2 separate regions of the Mus musculus genome follow, and region 1 is linked to region 2. The links are chromatin contacts, called in public Micro-C maps. All regions are on one chromosome and are shown on one strand. The core of a region is the stretch at or near the end of the contact, and the rest is flanking DNA. Distances in the headings are between cores, read along the strand shown. Region 1 holds the start of Trim25 (tripartite motif-containing 25). Region 2 holds the start of C030037D09Rik (RIKEN cDNA C030037D09 gene).

Region 1 (2,929 bases), core at 312-2,811, 280 kb before region 2:
TCACACAGCAAGATGGACTACACCAACTGAGCGCGTGCGTTTAGTCTCAGCACTTGGGAGGCAGAGGCAGGCAGGTCTCCATGAGTTCAAAGCCAGCCTGGTCAATATAGCAAGCTCCAGAACAGCTAAGACTACATAGTGAGACAGTCTTAAAAACAACCAAAAAAGGGCTATACCACAGTGCCAAAGTCACAAGCAGGGATTTCTGAGGCTCTGTGTTCACACTCACTATCCATTCACACCCTCCTCAACAGAGGCTTCTGTTACCCTTAACCTCAAGCTTCCAAGACTGCTCCATGCTCTGGACTCAACAGATCTGTGGTCTACAGGGAAAAAGGAAACCAGAAGCTGTGACTCAAAGCAGCCTGGTTCCTGCTAAGCTAATTTCTCTGGGCCTGTTTTCCTGAACTAAACAGACACAGCCCTGAGCTGTGGAATGAACTAAACAGACACAGCCCTTTCGTGCTGCCAGGATCTGAAGGGGTTGGAGAGGTAACCCCCAGGGTTCCTGGTTAATATTCAAAACTACTGAACTCCACTGGACAAACACAGACTTGGGGCAGGCACTCTTACCTGTGCCTTCCGTTGTGCTCTATGTAAAATAGAACTAAGAGGGCTGGAGAAGGCAGGCGATAATGGATGAGCGGGAGGCTATATAAAATCTACTTGTTTGGTCTGTGGGGATGGCTTCCTACTGCCCAACTCCCAGACTGCGGCCCACGGAGCCTAAGGCCATGAGGTCTGTGAAGGAATGGGATCTCTGGCCCAGCAAAGCCTATCTCCTCTAGCAACCCACTGTACTACAGGGATACCCAGGATGGCCTCTCCACAATTCAGCTGATCCAAGCTGTCCTCTATACCCTCAACCAGCCACTCCCTACCTCCAGGTCGGCGCTGGCTTGACTTAGGGTCGTAGGGGAGCAGGTCTTGTGCTCTACCAAGCAGATATGGCAGATGCACTCGCCATGCTCGGGACAAAACAATTCCCGAAGGCGGTTGTGCTGGGTACATTTGCGGCGCAGAAGGTCACGAATGGGCGACTGTAGGGGGTGATCCTGGAAGGCCGGACTGTCGAAGTGAGGCCTCAAGTGCTCCTGGCAGAAAGAGGCCATGCACACGAGGCACGTCTTCACTGCGATCTCCGTCAGGCAGTGGTCGCAGGCCACCTGGGTGGCTGCGCTGGAGGCGGAGAAGCGGGCAGGAGGCGTCCAGTCGTCCACCGGGGTCCGCGCCTGCTCGGCCTGCAGGAACTGCTCCACCACCGCGCACATTACCGTGTTCTTTTGCAGCTGCGGGCGCACCTGGTACACTTTGCGACATTGCGGGCATCGGTACGGCGGGCCCTGGACGACCCACGTCTCATCCAGGCATGACATGCAGAAATTGTGGCCGCACGGAGTGGTGACAGGTTCCTTGAAGAGCTCCAGGCAGACGGAGCAGGACAGCTCCTCGGCCAGAGGATTCAGCTCCGCCATCGCGCTCGTGGGCTCACCCGACGTGACGCGCAGGGACAGCTGCGCACCCTACCGCGCGGTACTTAAGAAGCAGCGAGGAAGGAATCGAAACTGAACAGGAGGGGCGGCGCCCTGGGGCTTCAGGAAGTCACGTGGGTCCCTGGGGGCCGGACAGTGGGCGGGAGGCTTCCCTCCTGGTGCTGGAAGCCAAAGGTGATTATGGGACCTGGGGAACTCTGATGCTCTCCACACCCCGCGGACCCGAGCGACGCACGACCCAAGGGCTACCAGGTGCAGTTTCAGAGGCACTCTGCAGATGAATTGTCGCAGGGGCTGGAATATTCCCACCCTCCTGGTCGGGGCCTACGTCCTAGCACAGTGCAGCAGAGCTTTGGAGAACATTCATCTGTGTCCCCGAGGTGTCACCAATCATCCCTCCAGAACAGGACCGGTCTTATTAAAACTCAAAGCCAAACAGAACAAAATACTGTTGACCCAGAGCTTGGTGGCTCGTGCCCGTAATTTAGTCACTTAGGAGGCTGAGGCAACAGGATTGCCGTGAGTTCGATGTCAGACCGGGCTAGAGAGTTAGTGGCCGTCTCAACATCTAAAAATAGGGTTGGGGAGATGGCTGTACAACAGAATATGAGACCTAAACACAATTACTAAAACCCTGGTTAAGACTGCACAAAATTGACACCCCCCTCCCCCAATAACATACACATAATAATTTAAGGAAAAGAAAAGAAACAAAACACAATTCTATGGACTGTGGCTGTCTTCCCCTTCCCTTCCCGCTCCGTTCCCCCTCCCTTCCCCTTCCCTTCCCCCTCCCTTCCCCTTCCCTTCCCCCTCCCTTCCCCTTCCCTCCAGCTGTGCTGCCTTTGTATGCAGCTCCCTCTTCTTTCCTGATGGTGGGCTCTGACAAATCTCCTCCCAAGCCCTAAAGGCAGGACCCTATGGTCATCCATTCAGATCTGGTGTTCCTTTTATGGTAGATGATCTTTAAAACAACAACAACAAAACCTAATATTACAAAAGTTGGGTGTCACAACTTTTGCCCCAAGTCAGCTCCAGCCACCGGTCCTTAAGCCAATTAAATGAGCCTACTTAAAAGAGGAAAACAGAAAAAAGAGACCCAGCAAACCCCTCAAGTCCACCTTCCCCGTTCTGAAGTGAGAACAGAGTTAAAACAGAAGGCAAAAATATTTGTATCTAAGTGCCAGTCCAGACCTGGTCCAGCCTACCAGTGGCCCATCATTGTCTGGGATTCAATCTCATTTGGTAAGCTGTTCTGTCCCACAAGCTGTACTAACTGTGAAATCTTTTCCCAGGAGACAAATTCTCCCTCTGGTCTCTCCCAGCATGAGATTCCAAGGAAACTCCCATTTCTCTGGGGTTCACTGTTTCAATAATGTAACAGATTGAGACACAAGTGTCTCTTAAGAATTTCTTCATCTAAGCCAGATTGGTTA
Region 2 (3,018 bases), core at 8-2,507:
GGCACTACCCCAGTTTAGGGGACAGAGAGATTGACAGTCTGACCACTCAAAAGCTTTGGCTGTGTTGAGATTTTTCCAAATGTCTCCAAACCCACAATGGACACGGCATAGTTTTGGTGATGAGTGAATTCCATTGTCTCCTAATCCTATGAAAATTAATGGGAAAGTGTTAATTGTGCATCAATGCATGCTTAACATTAACCCAGGGATTTGATGAACCACAACTTTATGTTGCCCCTCATGCCATATTAACTTGGTTTATTGTAATAATTTAAAACAATAAGGATAATTGTATCCGTACTGTTTTAAATACTCCATAAATTGAATACAGCCTGAATCTGGCCAGCCTGGAATACGAAGTGTGCGATTCCCCCGGGAAGCTACAGTCACCAATCCTTTGGAGTTTACACTTTGCCAGGGGAGAAAGGGAACTTTTACCAAACACCTACTAAGTGTCAGAATCTGTGAGGCTCCTAGTTCCAAAAACTAGGGGTAAGGTGCTTTGTTATCTCCAAGACCTACCGCAGGTCTTGGGAGATAGAGAGCCATTTCACTCCTGGCGCTTACACTCTTTACAGAGGAAGCCCTAGTAACTTTAAACATAAATAAATTAGATAACGGATGAATGGTCGAGGGATTTTCTGAAATAAGCACCTATCTTAACCACCCTCGGGATACTCCCAAACTGCTACTCAATCTCCATGAACATTTGCTTTGAACCCCAATCATTTGACCTTGACCCCTACAAGCCCACTTTATTATATTTTCAAATCGCGGTCTGAGTAAGGCGCAAGCCCTGTCTGGTTGCTTCCTCGCCCCCTGTTATCTATCGCGTCAGTTTCTCAAAGTTCCGAAATAACCTTCGCGGGCACGGCTCCGTACCTCTGGCGGGGAAGGGCGGGGAGCCGTGCAGGACGTGCCAGTGTGGAGCGGGAGCCAGAGAACTTGCCGCGCGAAGGGAAAATAAAACTTGTGGCTGGTGTTCGTGCAGGAGGGTCTCCTCCATCCGCAAGCCCCCCAGATCCCGGGGTTCTCGAGGACTGCCCTGGGAGCGCAGGGTGTGGGTGTGCTCCCGGCGTCCTTGACCTAAATTTCCGCGCGGTGGCTGGAAACGGGGGCACAGAGGCAGGGAGGGCGGCGGGTGCCACCTCCGAATCGGGCGCAGGGCCCCAGGAACTTGAATGAATAGTCCGAACTAGGGGGGCCCGGGGGCGCTGCCGCCTCCCGGCCCAGCGAACAGCCCGGGCCGAGCTCCCCGCGCCTCCCCCTCCCCCACACCCAGCCCATGTGATCTGAGCCGACTCGGGGTGCGCTTCCCGTCTCCCCGCCTGCTTGGCGTGGCCAACCCCCCCACTCGAGTCGCGGGGCTCGCGCGCCGCCCCTGATGGGTCCCGCTGCCGCGGGGGGCCGAGCGTGTGCGCGCGCGGACAGGCGGGGGACCGAACGGGGTGCGTGACGTCACCGCATTGGTTACACGACGTTCTAGAACTCCGCCCCACGTGCGCGGGGAGGAGGGGGAGGAGGAGGAGGAGATGGGGGTGGGGAGGAGGAGGGGGAGAGGTGGGGATGGGCCGGGGGGGCGGGGACGGGGGGTGTGCGAGGCGGCGGGGCTGAGCTGAGCCGAGCCCACGTGTGACGGGCTCTCGCCGCTGGCCCGGCTCGGCGCTCGCGGAGCTTCGCAGCCGCCGGGCGGGGGGAGGAGGCGGGGGAGGAGGGACGGAGATCTGGGGCTCGGAGCCGGCCGCCGCTGCGCTCCGCTTCGCTGTGGGGCTCGGTGTGTCGGGGGTGGGGGGGCGGGGGGGCTCCGCTATGGAGGCAAATGGGAGCCCAGGCACCTCGGGCAGCGCCAACGACTCCCAGCACGACCCCGGGTAAGTTTCCAGCCGCTGCCCACCGCGCCGCCGCGGGCTCGTTCGGGGCTGTGCGGGCGACGGTGCGGAGCGGGGCATTCGCGCGCCCCCCGCGCCCCCGCGCGCACCCTTGGGGCACTCGCGCACCTTGGGGTGGCGTGGGGCCGCCACCTTCTCCCCCAGCCCACCTCCAGGCTCGCGCTCGCCCGCTCCCCCCCAGCTTTCCTTTTAGCTTTTGTAAGTTACACGTCAAAATGGCCGATCTGACATCGGTGCTCACTTCGGTTATGTTTTCTCCCTCTAGTAAAATGTTTATCGGTGGACTGAGCTGGCAGACCTCACCAGGTAAGGGAGGGAGGGGGGGACGCCTGGGTCCCCCCCTTCTTGGCTTCTTTATTGCTCTTTGTTATCCCAGTGTAAGAGCCCCCCCACCCCGCCATTGGCTCCCCACTTCTCCTGTGCAAGGTTATTTTTTTAAATAGCAAATCCTTTCCGAGCCCTCTACGCGACCTCTGTTGCTGAATTTCCCCCTCGTGTGCAAAAATATTGCAAAAACAAAACAGAATAACAACAGAAAACTACTTTTGCTTTTTGTCCTTGATCAAAAAATTGCATTGCTCCCCCCTCCACACCTTCTCCCACCCCCCCATCTCTCTCTCTCTCCCTCTCTCTCTACAGATAGCCTTAGAGACTATTTTAGCAAATTTGGAGAAATTAGAGAATGTATGGTCATGAGAGATCCCACAACGAAACGCTCCAGGTAACGCATTCCCTTCTCGATTTTGCCTTTATTTTAGAACAAAGTTTTAGTTTTATTTTTGGAGGTGTCTTCGGAAGTAGCTAAGCGGATTTAGAATGGGGCTCAGGCGCGTGGCTGGTTGGAACGTCGCTCCCCCCCCCCATAACCCCAAAGGTTATTGTTAATTAGGGCCGAACTCTGGATTCAGAGACGCCCATCTCTCCCGCTTGAAGTCATTTTCCTGTCGCTTCTTGTTCTCTTGTTTAAAATGACATTCAGTTCACCCACTTTCCACATAGTTTTTTTTTTTTTTTTAATTTAAAAATTTGAATGTATGCCTTCTGCACACTCCCAAACTCTGAAGTCCCCTCTTTGGGAGGTGAATGAATATCTTAGTGTCCGTTTTCCTTCGGAATAAAACAAAGCCTT

Evidence for each region. Hi-C and Micro-C count contacts between places; a contact is called where the count stands out from the background.
Region 1: a Micro-C map of embryonic stem cells shows a contact between it and region 2, with 1.8 times the contacts expected there. The contact joins the promoter of Trim25 here to the promoter of C030037D09Rik in region 2. A contact is called at or near these places in 1 of 484 Hi-C or Micro-C datasets (embryonic stem cells), 1 of 115 datasets of contacts at active chromatin or transcription factors (pancreatic cancer cells) and 2 of 9 other capture datasets (adipose tissue and liver).

What each region holds. Positions count from the first base shown.
Region 1 is chr11:88,998,035-89,000,963 of GRCm38.p6, reverse strand. Trim25 (tripartite motif-containing 25) reads right to left here and starts at 1,561. Exons shown (of 9, transcript NM_009546.2): 1 at 882-1,561. The coding sequence starts at 1,475. It overlaps Gm11496 (a long non-coding RNA gene), which reads left to right and starts at 1,528. Exons shown (of 3, transcript XR_388949.3): 1 at 1,528-1,745.
Region 2 is chr11:88,716,882-88,719,899 of GRCm38.p6, reverse strand. It overlaps C030037D09Rik (RIKEN cDNA C030037D09 gene), which reads right to left and starts at 1,257. Exons shown (of 4, transcript NR_038058.1): 1 at 883-1,257. Msi2 (musashi RNA-binding protein 2) reads left to right here and starts at 1,671. Exons shown (of 14, transcript NM_054043.3): 1 at 1,671-1,871; 2 at 2,155-2,195; 3 at 2,529-2,610. The coding sequence starts at 1,810.